Regions from separate parts of the Anas platyrhynchos genome. Here all the other regions are linked to region 2. A link is a contact called in public Hi-C data. All regions are on one chromosome and are shown on one strand. Each heading gives the region's core, a stretch centred on a gene start, on an enhancer-like site or on the middle of the called end of the contact. The rest is flanking DNA. Distances are from core to core; before and after follow the strand shown. Region 1 has its middle 16 kb from the start of AMPD3. Region 2 has its middle 46 kb from the start of SWAP70. Region 3 holds the start of ADM (adrenomedullin).

The links. Hi-C and Micro-C count contacts between places; a contact is called where the count stands out from the background.
Region 1: a Hi-C map of subcutaneous adipose tissue shows a contact between it and region 2, with 2.7 times the contacts expected there. The contact joins two enhancer-like sites. A contact is called at or near these places in 3 of 8 Hi-C or Micro-C datasets (liver, small yellow follicle and subcutaneous adipose tissue).
Region 3: a Hi-C map of subcutaneous adipose tissue shows a contact between it and region 2, with 4 times the contacts expected there. The contact joins the promoter of ADM here to the enhancer-like site in region 2. A contact is called at or near these places in 6 of 8 Hi-C or Micro-C datasets (F1 follicle, F5 follicle, liver and 3 more).

Annotation. Positions count from the first base shown.
Region 1 is chr5:63,554,136-63,558,655 of IASCAAS_PekinDuck_T2T, reverse strand. No RefSeq gene overlaps it. Among named protein-coding and RNA genes, the nearest start is that of AMPD3, 16 kb to the left of the region's middle. Within about 2 kb of position 1,430, at least 2 of the 8 cell types and tissues checked have an H3K27ac peak or open chromatin away from gene starts, as enhancers often do. A contact at or near this core is called in subcutaneous adipose tissue, where this site is marked.
Region 2 is chr5:63,226,237-63,230,795 of IASCAAS_PekinDuck_T2T, reverse strand. No RefSeq gene overlaps it. Among named protein-coding and RNA genes, the nearest start is that of SWAP70, 46 kb to the right of the region's middle. Within about 2 kb of position 2,260, at least 6 of the 8 cell types and tissues checked have an H3K27ac peak or open chromatin away from gene starts, as enhancers often do. A contact at or near this core is called in F1 follicle, small yellow follicle and subcutaneous adipose tissue, where this site is marked.
Region 3 is chr5:63,534,217-63,538,264 of IASCAAS_PekinDuck_T2T, reverse strand. ADM (adrenomedullin) reads right to left here and starts at 1,954. Exons shown (of 4, transcript XM_027461895.3): 1 at 1,798-1,954; 2 at 1,093-1,203; 3 at 700-840; 4 at 1-290. The coding sequence starts at 1,190. The coding sequence ends at 20.

The DNA.
Region 1 (4,520 bases), core at 181-2,680, 330 kb before region 2:
GGGCATCAACTCTTTTTCCCCTGCTAGAGGGGATTCAGTCATCTGCTTGCACAGTTAGACAAGCAGCAAAGCTGGTAGAAGGGAATTGATACGAGTATGCGGGCAGGAGTAAGAGGAAGGGAAGGAAAGACGGCCAGCCTCTCTGGGGGGCAGCAAGGCGTTGTGTCAGCCCAGGGACTTCACGTAACAGCGTTAGCTGCGCCGTGTGTTCACTTTGCCCAAAAATGGACCAAGGCTGACTAGATAAGTTCACAAATAACTTCTCTGTGTGAGATTATCAGGAACACATGGGCTCTTTAATATTGTAGAAAGAGGGAAAAATGAGAACCACGTGCTATAAGCTGAAGCCAGCAAATTCAAATGAGAAGTTACACGTGCAGTGTGGATGATTGATCAATGCCAGGGGAATTGGTTGACTGTCTAACCCTTGATGCTCTTACCTCAAAACAGTGTACTTTTCTAGAAGGAATTCTTCATTTGAAAATAGTTGCAGATCACCATATCACAATAAAGGGGTAAAATGTAACGGCCATGACAAACAGGAATCAAAATAAGAGATCTATTGGTTGATCCGGGTCTTAAATTCTCCAAATTCTGTGAACGTTCTTAGAGAGTTTTTAATTCCTCATCCTAGATTTAATTTTCTTTTCTCTACATTCAGTTCAGTGTTTTAAATGCATGTCTGAAGGCCAGAGTTTTTTTGTTTTTTGTTTTTTAATTTTTTTTTAACACCAACTGGAAGCTGCAAACATTTCTGTTTGTCCAAACCTGGAAAAATGCGGAAAGATTATGTTACTAAAGAGAGAGAGAAAAAAAAAAAAAAAAAAAAAAGAAAGAAAAAAAAGGAATACTGTGTACCCAACAAAACCGGGGCAAGAATGCAGGAATGTAAATGTCTTACAGGCTGTTACTAGGATTTTGGATATAAAAATAAGAAATAAAAGACTGAGGAGTTGGAAAGGTATAATAAGATACAGTCTATTTAGACTAAAAATTGTCTTCCCTAGATTGCTAAGGTGACAGGAAAATAATACTAAAAGAAGGTAATCATATTTGTTTTAAATCTGGAAGTTTCCACTAAAATGCTTGTCTCTGTAATAGTTTTTTTTTTCTTCTTTTTTTTTAAAGAAAGTGCCTTGGGGAATTACTAGAAAAATGAGCTTTATTAAGTGTTCATGGCCATCTGAACTACCCACCCATCCAGTATAAATGTGTTCTGGCAAAATAAGTGTTTGTGTTGCCATGGCCTTTCCCATGATGTTATTTTCTTAAGCAAAGGCATTTTTCTTGCTGAGATCTTAACAAGGACACAGGCAGAGCGCCATGATTCAGTCCTTGAAGAGAAAAATAATGATTTGCAGGGAATGGTGAAGAAAAGACATGGTCTCAGAGTGGGTAGAGCAGAAGAGTTGGATGTCTGGTGGTGACTCTTTTGCCCAACAGAAGCAGTGATGCCTTCCCCTAACCACTCCAGGGCTGTGGGAGAGTAGTACAGCCTCCACCAACCCTGCAGAAACACTGACAAGCGCAGTGCTAAGGTTCTCCTGTAGCATCCTCAGTGTAGGGAAAATCTCCCTTTAAAAAACAGCAACGTTTTTTTGCAGATTTTTTTTTTTGCAGATTGCTTTGCAGATCATACACTTCAGACACAGCCTTACTCCGATTGGTTGTAGGGCCCTGCCCCGTGCACACGTACAGAGACTCTACACAAAAATACTTCCCTGAGGTCTGAGTGGATCCATGTGGGATATCTGCAAGACAGAAGATGTGAACTGTTTTACATACTGGATTTTTGTCTTCCTTTGCCCTGCAAAATCCCATCAGGAAGATCCAGTCTGAGTTTCACATGGTTTTCTATCCTTTGGCAAGTGAAAATGATTGTGAAGTTTACATTGCTTAATTGTTTATATTCCAGTTTTAGATTAATATCAAAGTGTTTTGTCCTGAAAAATAGTGAGCTGGTCACATGAGCATTGAACATTATCATATAGTCAGTATAAATCACAGCAACTAAACAACTAAACTTAATTTTCTTCGTAGTGCAAATCACTTCACGAGGTGGTGACCAGTATGTCTTCTGTTCAAAGCAATGCAGTCCACATCTTGCTGATACCTGAATGCAATACCATTTTAGTAAACAGATCAATTGCAGGCCTATGGCAAAACAAAGAAATCAACATGGAAAACTTTTTTAACCTTCAAATAAAATTGACTAGGTGGAAACTAAGAAAGCAATCAGGATTTGATAGAAAGAACAGAATACACTAGATCTTTACTCCCTTAACTGCTGAGATCCATTCAGTCTTGTGCTCCAGCTCCGTTAGTTTTAGAAAGGAGCAGAGCTCTACTCAGTCCTCTGGGAAACAATTCCTCAGCCTACCAACTCATTATAGAAGTCCTTCCTGTTCAACTCAAAATTTAGCTGTCGTCTCATTAGTCTTGTTAAAGTATCTTCAGTAACTCGTACTTGTCTTTCATATTCACACCCACCAGAAAAAATCACAAGGTATCTAAGTCAAAGCTGAAAATCCGTAGAAAGCAAAACTAGAGCTTTCATAGCAAGCTTGAATGCAGCTTGCTTTATGAAACTAATTGCAATGAAATTAAGGCTATTCAGGGGAAGGAAGCAAAAATACCATTAAGTAACACCAGTCCTACATTTGATTTTTTTTAATATGACCTTTTGAAAATTAGATTAGAAAGAGAATTCCAAGTTAAAATTGAATCAATTAAGTCTCGTGCTCTTGCAGTTCAGGATGTGTCTGCTGCATGAAGCAGTACAGGAACTGCATATTGCAGGATGTGTCTGACTTGTGGTCCTAAGCAGACTGAGCTGTCACAGCGTGATGGAAGGAGTTGATGGAAGGAGTTTACAACCTCCATGCTGCAAGAAATTGGTTAACCTGGAAAATGATTCCAGAGCATAGGGAAAGGGAATCAGCTGCAGAGGATGACAAGGCTGCCAGGAGAACGGCAAGAACAACTCAGAGCATAATATTACTTACAATATAAGTTAGTGCTGACAGGAAGTTGGAGATGTGGGAAACCAAGATGTGAATTACTGGTGCTTCTTATCAGCTGTCACTAATGGTGGCTACTTTATAGGTGTACCTCATTTGTGATACAGATTTCCTCAGGTTGCTTGTAAAAACTCTGAAGAGAGATGTCCCCTTTACATTTGTTTGCTCCCTTGGAGTATAAAGTCCCTGCAGCAGAAAGGGCGTGATGGAACTGGTGTACTTCAGTGTCCCACTCTATAGGTGGCTGTATTAGTGGAAGCTGCTTCTAATTCTGTCTTTGAAAGGATTAGTCTTCAGTTTGAGACCGCTCAAACTCAGTTTGAGTGAATATGCATTTAATTTAGCCATTCCTACTACTGAAGCCACAAGTCCTATTGCTGGGTCAGGCCAAACCATCTCCACCTGCAAATGTGAGTAAGCCTCCTTCAAATCTGATTGTGGAAGACTAATTCTAATGACTTAAACATCTAAGTAAATAAAAATAGATTTGCATGTGTTGCAAAAATTAAGCCATATTAACCTTATAAACAATGAAGGCATGTTAAGTAATCCACCTTTAACAAAATGCTTAAGAATGCAATGTAGTTACAATTAAATTCCAAGTATGTACATTATTATTACATGATCACATATTATGTCCAAGTGAATGCAGAGAGTGCCTCTTACTTCTCTGTTGAGCTCAATCCTACAGATAAGAGAGGTAAAGCAGGCTCTGCAGAACCACAGAAGTTACTTTGAGCCACTTCCCCAGTTATTTGCTAAGAGAAATGCACTAAAGAGATTTCAGTTTTATCTGATGCAAGACCGGAACAGTTTTCTTAGTTTAGGGACACAGATCAACTTCATACTATTTCTTTGTTCAGGGCAGATTACAAAGTGATAATCCAGTCCTAATTTTGCTTTTCCTATCATTAAATAAACTAAGGCTTACCAAAATACAAAATACCTGAACTGTGTGCAAAAATCACCATGTTCTATACTATAAAAAGAAATGGTCCTGATTTTATAGTGGAGCACTGTAGAAACGGCTGGATGGATTATTCAGGTTTCCCTGTTGTGGGATGTTAAGAGCAATCAGACAGGTAGCTGACAGCCACCATTGGCTGAGTCTGCCTATGTCTGTGAGTTACCTTCTCCGTACATTAGGGGGGCAAATGCTGAACATTAAAGGAAAGTATAAATATTCATCATGGCAACTGGCAATCACTTGTCTGCAGCAAAGCACAATAGGTACCCAAGAGTTTGGTTGCATGTTGAATATTGCCTCCAAGATTTTAAAAGGCCAGAGAACTGGCAAACCTATCAGACAGATGTGAGTTATGGAAACATTGTGATGGAATTCATTTAATGTTGGATACGTTTTTATCCCTGTAAAGATCGTGACATGGCCAATGTTCTTGTGCAAATCCTGTGTTTGTCGTTTGTGTTGGAAGGACTGAAAGACTTCTGCCAAATTATTCAGTTGTTGGTCAAAAACTGGAAGAACTACCAGAATATGTT
Region 2 (4,559 bases), core at 1,011-3,510:
CCTTCACGGTACCCAATTACCAAAATCTGTTCCTCTTTTTAAGTCCCATGTTGTAGGTATTTTTAGCAGTTAAGGGAAACCCTGCATTGTCCCTCCTCTGTGTCTCCTCATGCTTTTTTTTTTTTTTTTTTTTTTTTTTCCAGAGAAATGTATTAGAGCCATGTCAGAGGCTCTCATCTGCAACTACATGGATGAGCCAGTCCCAAAAAACCGTTCCAGCTCCAGGTTCCCAGTAAGATTCCTCCAATGGCATAGCAAAGTAGCGGACAAAAGCTCTCCTCACCCACTGCAGTGCTTCAGCTTACCTCTGTGAGTCATGCATCACGGGCAGGCATCTCCTAATTATAAATGGGATGTTCAGTAAGCCTGAGGTTTTTAATCTTTGGATGTTCACAATTATTCACAAGAAATAAAATGCAGTGACTACCATTATTAGCTACATACTAGGAAGAAAATACAGTGCTTGGAAACCTTGAACAGAGCCAGGGTATCTTAGTAGGTTCTCTGGCATGAGTGAATGGTTCTAGTTTATCTAGTAACAGAGCCCGTTGAATCCAGAGCAACCTCAAGTCTCATAATAATTCCTACATGCACATGCTTGTGTTGTAGGTGGAAATACCACATTTAAAAAATGGAGAATGACTTGATTTCTTCTATTTATCGCTTGCCTTTCCCCAACAGCAAATGTCTTCTTCATATTATGGAAATCATGACCCTGCGGCCACCTGGTTAAAGTGATTTATTTTTAATATATATATTTTTTAATCTGCTTTCCCTGGAGAGAAGGATGCCGTATTTGTGTAGGTGCTTTGAAACAGAGGTAGTGGTAGCTGCATGTCCTGGTCTTTGCCACGATTGCCCCCACTGAGGCATGGGCGTGCAAGGCTGTTTGGTATGTGCTGCTGCAGAAAATGCATATGCAAGCACAATATGGTATCTGTGGGTACAGGATCATCTCTTCAGGGATTCTGTTATTTGCTGATGCTAGCAGTTCTGTGAAGAAACTTCTAGTTATTTCCCACCTCAGCTTGTTTATCTTCAAAACAGGAATAAGGCACTTCCCAGAGAATTCAGAGCTAATTTTTTAATAGCCCTTGTGTACCATCGAACAGAGCATGAGCTGGAAATTTTTGAAGCTATACCAACATTTCTGTGATTTAAACACCAGGGGAGCCCCTCTTCTGAAAACTCTGCTGCATTCTCCTGGCTATGTGTTTTGTGACAAGCCTGCTGAGTTCAGCCGTTGGCACACAGTTGCAGCACCTAGACCCCATGATCCTTTTCCATGTGAAGGCCCAGGTTTTGCTTTGGGGGACTGTATGAGCAGGGAAAGTGTCTATCGTGTGCACTATGTTTTGAAGTGCAGGGAGCAGCATTTAGCAGACCTGTAGTCTGCATTGTGTAGGTGCAGCCTCTACATGCACAGGTGGTAGCCCTCTACCATTATCAGCACTGCCCTGACCCCCAGCTGTGCTGTGTCAGGTCTGGGGCTGCAGGCATGCACAGCACCTCCCAGACAGGCTGCAAGGTCGGTCAGGGCACCCCCTGCCTCTTGGTAACAGGCCCTGGTGCTTACCGGCAGCTCCTCGGAGGCTGCAACATTTGAGCTTATGCTGGCTGCCCCAGCACACGGAGGTCAAACAAATTGAATTACTCTTCAAATTAGCTGGATACAGCTTTGATCATTGTCCATTTCAGACCTTGTGTGTTTTAACTGGAAAAATGCATGCCACGTTCCAGCCACCTCCTCCAGCCAGGGGAGCAGTGATGCCACTGGCAAATACATATACTCACTGAGCATTACTTAGCTGGAAAGTTATAACTGAAGCGTGTCCTCTATCTAGAATGATCTCAGCTTTGCTGGGCCTATCTCTTACAGATGTTAATTCCTAACTATTATCTTTACAAGTTCCAACAGAATGGTAAGCTGCAGTGAAGAGGGGATATGTTCAATTTAAGCAATGAGATTACCATGCTCTGAATGAAGCCGCTTTTATTAATAATTACCTCTCTGCCGTGACTTTAAATTCAAACAGCTGGACAGCTTCTGCTCTTTATTAATTTCCTTGGATCCTTTGGCATGAAGCCCTCAATTCCTGTGATGTAATGGTATAAAAAGTTGGCTCCTGTCTGAGCTTCCACCCACAAGTTCTATATTTGGAGCATGGCAAATTTCTGCAGATTCCAGAGACAGGCTATGCTCAAGACGTGCTGATGCCTTCAGTCCCATCCCATTGCACCAAACAACAAGATTGTGTGCTTTTTATAACTAGGATCATAAATATGACTCAGATGCACATGTTGTCTATGTAAGCACTTGGGGTTGGCTATCACTTTATGGCATTGGGAAGAAGCCAAGCCAAATAAAAATTGTTTTGAGTAAATATTACATTTCTAGAGCATGAATAACTTTTCTCTGCAGCCAACGTGTCACTAATGGGAATAAGGAAGAAGACGGGGTGGGGGGAAAGCAGTAACTAAATCATCTCACTAAACACAGACAGTCTGCAGCAAGACCTGTTGTTTCGACTTGTCTGGGGTGTAATATCCCAGATAATTCGTAGCAGGTCTCAGCAAGGCCACAAGCGATGGAAATAAAAATAGCTACATGTATGTAGCTCAGCGCCATCCTGCTGCACAGCTCTCTCTTGGGTGGGATCTCTACCAGTGGTATGTAAAACAGGCAACCGAAGAACCAAGTGTCCTTCTCTCCCCAGCTCTCAAATCAAGCGTGTGGATTGCTCCACAGAGATCAGCGTTGCTACTCACATGGTCAGCACTAAGCATGTGCATATGTCTGTTCAGGATCTGGGCCAAAAGGAAGGATGAGTTTTTCATCTTGCGACTTCAGGACCCCAGGGGATGTCTGCATTGCAGAGCACAGAAAAACAGAACACGAGTCCTCATGCAGCTCTGCTCTGTTGCACCAGAAGGTGAAGCAGCTCGTCGGCAGCTCTCTGGGGCAGCCATGTGCCATCCTGCCACTAGCATGCAGAGCTGCTGGCTCTGCTCCAGCTCTTCCAACAACTTGTTATGTCTCAGTTTCATTTCCCTCCTTGCCCTCCCCCACCTGTCCCCCCCCCCCCCAAAAAAAAAAAAAAAAAAAAAAAAAAAAACCTGCCCTTGAGCAGTGCTTAGTGAACAGGTTACGAAGTGCTTCCTATACCTGAAAAGGGATAAGAGCAATGCTTTGTTTTCTAAAAACATACATAGATGAGAAAAAAATAACACTGATGCATAGAAAAGGGTAAGAAATTAACAAGAAGCATTGCCTCATAACAGGAATCTTCAAGTCTCCCAAAAAACAATAGCCAGATAGAAATACTGTGCGAGAGTCTAGCTTTGGAATTCGTTAGTGGCTTTCCCAGTTTCCTAATGACTGTGTAATCCTGAGCATGCATGCAGGTTGCACCTGTGAGTCTTTGCATTATCAGAAGAGTGCTTTCCTGAACTCTGCTGTCTTTTCCTCTTTGTTGTAGGCTGCTTTGGCATTGAAGGAAGAAAACCTGACTTCAGAAAAGGAATTCAGACAGGAAGCAGCAACGTTCCAGGAAGATTTCTGAGTCAAACAGGAAAGCAACCGGATTCTCAAAGTGCATATTTCAGAGATTCCCCAAAACTTTTGGCTACAGAGTTGGAGCAGGTGAGTGGGGAGGCATCGAGGGCACGCGATGTTCTCTGTCCCAGCCGTCCCTATCAGAAGCATTTGAGGAGCTTTTCTATGCTGTGGGCTGGACAATGGCTTGCAGATAAAACATTTCAAGGGCTGTGAGCCCTGCAATAATGACAGCCTTGACGTCAGCAGACCTGCACCTGCAGGGAATAGGGCTGAAAAACCAGTGCCTATTTGCCCAGCTAAGGCAGCTTTGACTGTGTTTCCAGTATCTGGGAGATAAGTCTTTTTTCCATGTCTTACAAAGCTGCCAGTGGTTATTTTCTGCCAAGAGAACAGCCCAAGCAATGTATGAGGGACTAACTCCCTCCCCTTTGTAATGCATTTTACAATCCAGAGGGAACTTTTGTAATACAAGAAAGTGTTTTTACATAGAAGAGCTTCTAAATTGTTAGAACAGTTGGAAAATCCTAAATTACCTGCAACAGACAAGAAAAAACAGTGAAAATAACATTGTGTATTGGAGAATTTACAAAAGTGAGAGCTGAAGATCAGTTTCCAAGACTGAAAACATATTCAGGGACTCCTGTTGCACTTCATGTTTAACAGAAATACTCTAGCATTCAGCAAGCGAATTACACCCCCCTGCAAAATTTAATGCTTTGTTTTGCAGAGCTTAAGCTCTGAAAACTGTCTGGAGAGACAGTGTCAAGGTCAGTCCTTTTAGGTTTACCAGGATGTTCCTGGTCTCCAAGTGCAAAAGGGAGGGGAAAACTTACCTGGGATTGAGTCAGCAGCCTGAATTAGAGATGATGAAAGAGGGCTTGGCTGGAGTGTGGCATAACTTTATGACCATTGCCATGAGTTTTCATGACACTTTGGGGCTAGCTACGTGGTGATTTAGACCTTGTTAATTAGAAATTCAAGGGCTGCTTCAATTTGTGGT
Region 3 (4,048 bases), core at 705-3,204, 310 kb before region 2:
CTGAGTGCAGCCGAGGCGCTCACAGCCCCGGCGCGGGGGCGCGGGGCAGCGCCCGCAGAGTCCGGGGGAAGCGCAGGGAGCGCCGCCTGCGGCCGTAGCCCTGGGGGCTGATCTTGCTGACGGGGGCGGCGCCGTCCTTATCCTTGTCGGTCAGCTGGTAGATCTGGTGGGCCAGCTTCTGCACCGTGCACGTCCCGAAGCGGCACCCCGTGCGGATGGCTTGGAAGTGGGGGAAGCTGTTAATGCTCTGGCGGTAGCGCTTGACGCGGATGTGAGCATCCTCCCGGCTGCTGCGAGGCAGGAAGAGAGAGCAGGCGTGAGGGCGGCGCGGGGGGGCCCGAGGAGAGGGCAGGAGCCCCGCCGTGCAGCCCCCCCGGCCCTGCCCTCCGCCGAGCGGCGGAGAGGGGCGACCCGAGCTCGCTGCCCACGGCGGGAGAGGCCCCGCCGGTTTGCGACTGTCGCTTTATCTAGGGAGCCGGAGCTCGAGTTACTATTTTATATTCGGCTTTCGCAGTACAAGCGCGGCTAGCTGCCGCCGGCTGAAGAGCGCGGGGAAAGGGAGGCGGCTCCCTGAAGGAGCTGTCTCCGGGGCTCGGGGATCTGCAGCGAGGAGCCGAAACACCCGGAAACGAGGGGACCCGGAACCTTGCTGCTGGCTCGGGCAAGCGTCGAGCCCGGCGGCTTCGAGCTGGAAGTTACCTGGGATGCGAGACGCGGGGATCCTCCTTCACGTCCTGGGGCCGCACGAGCGGCTGCACGGCCGCGGCTGCTCCCAGCGCTCGGAGCGCGCCCGAGGGCTTCACGTCCCGCTTGGCTCGGCTCAGTGCCCATTTCGTCCATCTGAAAGGAGCGCAAGGGAAGAGGAGAGCCTGTTAGTGCAAGCCTGCAGGGCGGGAGCCAAACCAAACAGATTCGAGGGGCGATAATCTTTGGCAGCGCTGAGCTTTTTCGGACTTTTTTGGGGATGCTTCCTGAAAGGGCACGCGGCCCTGTGCAATTCCCGCAGGGAGTCCGGTCCCTCTGGTCGCAGCCGGAGCCCGGCGCTGGGGCGCGGAGGCTCCAAAGGGCGGCTGGGCGCGCTCCCATACTCACTTTCTTTTGAACTCTGTCGCTACGTCCACCCTTGCAGCATCCACCCCGAAGAAGGTCGCAGAGCCGAGATAGAGCAGGGCTACGTGAACCAGTTTCATTCTGGCTGAACTCCTGGTGGATAGAGAAGAGAATTTATAAGTATGCTTGCTCAGATAAGCCAAATAAGGTCTGTCCGTCTCTTTTTCTTTCGGTGCCTCGGAGAACCTCTTCCCTCGGGAGAGCCCCCAGGCTACCGGGAACTTTGTGTGCGACATGAACCAAAAGCTAGTATTTGCTCAGCAACTTATCGCAGAGTAAATAACAGAGCCTCTAAAGTTTACGTTTGTCGAGAGTTTTACTTGTAGAGGCGGATGAAAACCAGCAGGATTGCCGGAATACCCCCAGCGGCTTGCGTTAGGATTCAGCAAACCCACGAGCTTAGAGGGAGCTGGCTTTCAGATGCATCGCTTCCCAGCTCCAGTAAGTGTTTTGCTGCCTGGAAGTTTATCCCCGATAGCTCATCTTCTCACTTCACACGCAGAAGTGGCTAATTCTGGACCTTATGTTGTAAACTGCAGCTGATGCCAAGAGCCAGTGCAAGGCTCTGCAGCATAAGTTCAAGCTCTTCAAAACAGCCCAGATTTAGCAGATTTCCACTTCCTCTCCACCACCCCTGCATATTTATTTTTTTTTTAAGGAAAACAACAACAAAAAAAAACTTCTTACCTGACAGTGAGGCTAATCCACTGAGACAAACGTTCTTGCAGTAGCGATCCGAACTCGCAGGGTTTCCTGAGGAGCGAGAGCTCTGTCTTTGTGTGTCTGGAGCAACCACTGCCGAGCTGCGCTCCACCGCTCCCTTTTATAGCGCAGCGCGGGGGAAGTGGGTGGACCTTGGCGTGCCTGGCTGGGCGATTTCTCTTTGACACTTACCCCCACCCCCACATCCCAGGCACTGCTTAATCGTTCTAGCATGGACTGGGGGCAACCCATCGTGGGGGAAAAATTGGAGGATTCATGTAAATTATCTTCAACATCCCCCCCCCCCCCCCCCCATGGTACTTCATGAATTATAACGACGGCTTTTAGGTGTGGAATCCGAGTCCTGGCATAATTTACAAAAGCTGCTAAGCCCCTCGTTCTGTTTTGCTGGGGACAGTGTTTTTAACTGCCCGTATAGTGCAGAAGTAAGTTTGTACGGTCTGTGCCGTAATTTCTCCTTTCGGGCACATTAACCTCAGGTGGGGGGAAGCAGGAGCGTAGGAACCGGACCCGATCGGTTTCAAGATCCACGCAAATCCATCAAACAGCAAGGTTTCACAAATAAACCCATATTTGGACAACGTGAATTGTCATGAGTAACTATAATGAATGTCAGCCTTCTTTACATAAGCGAAGAGGTGACAAATCAGCCGTCATTAATATTTGTGACTCAACGTAGGTGCATTTTTCATCTAATAAAGTGTTCTTGAGGTACTTGATCCCTTCAAATCAATCGGTTCCAATGGGTTTGGAAGGCGAAGGTAGGGGCGCTCGGTGTGCCCTGGGCCGAGGAGAGCGGTGCCTGTGCCTCCAACACGGGGCACCTGAGGTGCTCCAGGGAAGCCGTGCGCGGCTCGCCGGGTGCCGCAGCCCGGTGTACGGGACTGCCCTTAGCTCAGCGCCCGAACGCCTGCAGGATCGGGGGCTCTAACAGCATTCTCCTGGCTGCCCAGAGGCAAACCCTGTTGTTTTTGCAGCCCCTATCATCTGCGCCCTGTGGCGCTTCGGCCCCGCGGAGCTCTCGGGGGCAGCGCCCCTCGCCCCGCGCCTGGCCGGAGCCGGAGCCGGAGCCGGCCCCGGGCAGCGTGTGCCGGGTGCTTCGCCCGCATCTGGCCGCGAGCGGTGTTTCAGAGAGAGGTGAGCTACGTGCCCGTGACTCTGCCTGGCTAGGTAGCCGCGCTCCCTGCTACACCCCGCAGAGGTATGTGCGAGGGGATGACTGACACTTTCCTACATGCGGCTCACTCCGGGGCAGCCGCCGCCTCCCTCGCCAGCAGCGGCCGGGCCCCCGGGGGCTCCCGGCTCCGCTCCCCCCGCCACCGGGGCAAGCCGGTGGCAGCGGCTCGCCCTGCCCGCTGCCGCCCCGGAGGGGGCAGCGCACGGCCGGCGGCCACCCCGCACCCCCTCCCCGTTTCCCCGGCCGTGAGCTGGCCGCCGGGACAAGCCCGGATTCGCTCCTGCGCCGCACCTGCCCGGCCGGAGCACGGGGCGGGAGGCGGCTGCGGGAGCCGGGCAGCCCCGGGCTCTGCCTCGTCCCCTCGGCCCCGGCTCGAGTGGTCCCGCGGAGCCGCAGCCCTGCTGCCCTCCCCGAGGGCCGTGCTCGGCCTTCCGAGAGCTCCCGAGGCAGCTCAGGCTGGAGGGAGTCCGCACGTTCCCTTGGTCAGCAGAAGCTGAAACTGAATCTAACTTCTCTGAATGAGAAGGCAGGATTTGGTGTCCCGGGCATTGCTTTGATTTAATTTAGATCTCTTGTTCCAGTAAAAAATCCCACACTTCCCAAAATGCTGGAAAATCCCTCATTAGAATCCTTGGCCAAAAGGGAAGTGCATTTTGTATACTCTTAGGCAAACAATGCAGAAAGAATCCTACATTGGTTTAGGAGTAATAATAATATTAAGACAAGTCACATGTGAGTGCCATGCTGAATACAATGGCCATTTTAGTGACACAAAATTAGCTCATTCAGCTTTGCGTGCAGGCAAACTTTGGCACATAAAGGATCAGGCAAGATGCAGTTTGTTGCTGACGTGATTTGTGAAAGGGCTTCAGCAGGTAAAGCTGGTTTCAAATCTAACACAAAACATCACATTCTCAGTCCAGATGCTTGTTTTGTTCTTCCTCAGCATTTGCATTCCTAAGCAGCTTGAAAATGAGCAATAGGCACTGAATTTGTGCGATGAGGTAGTAACAAGTTCTGCTTCATAAAAATTACTTT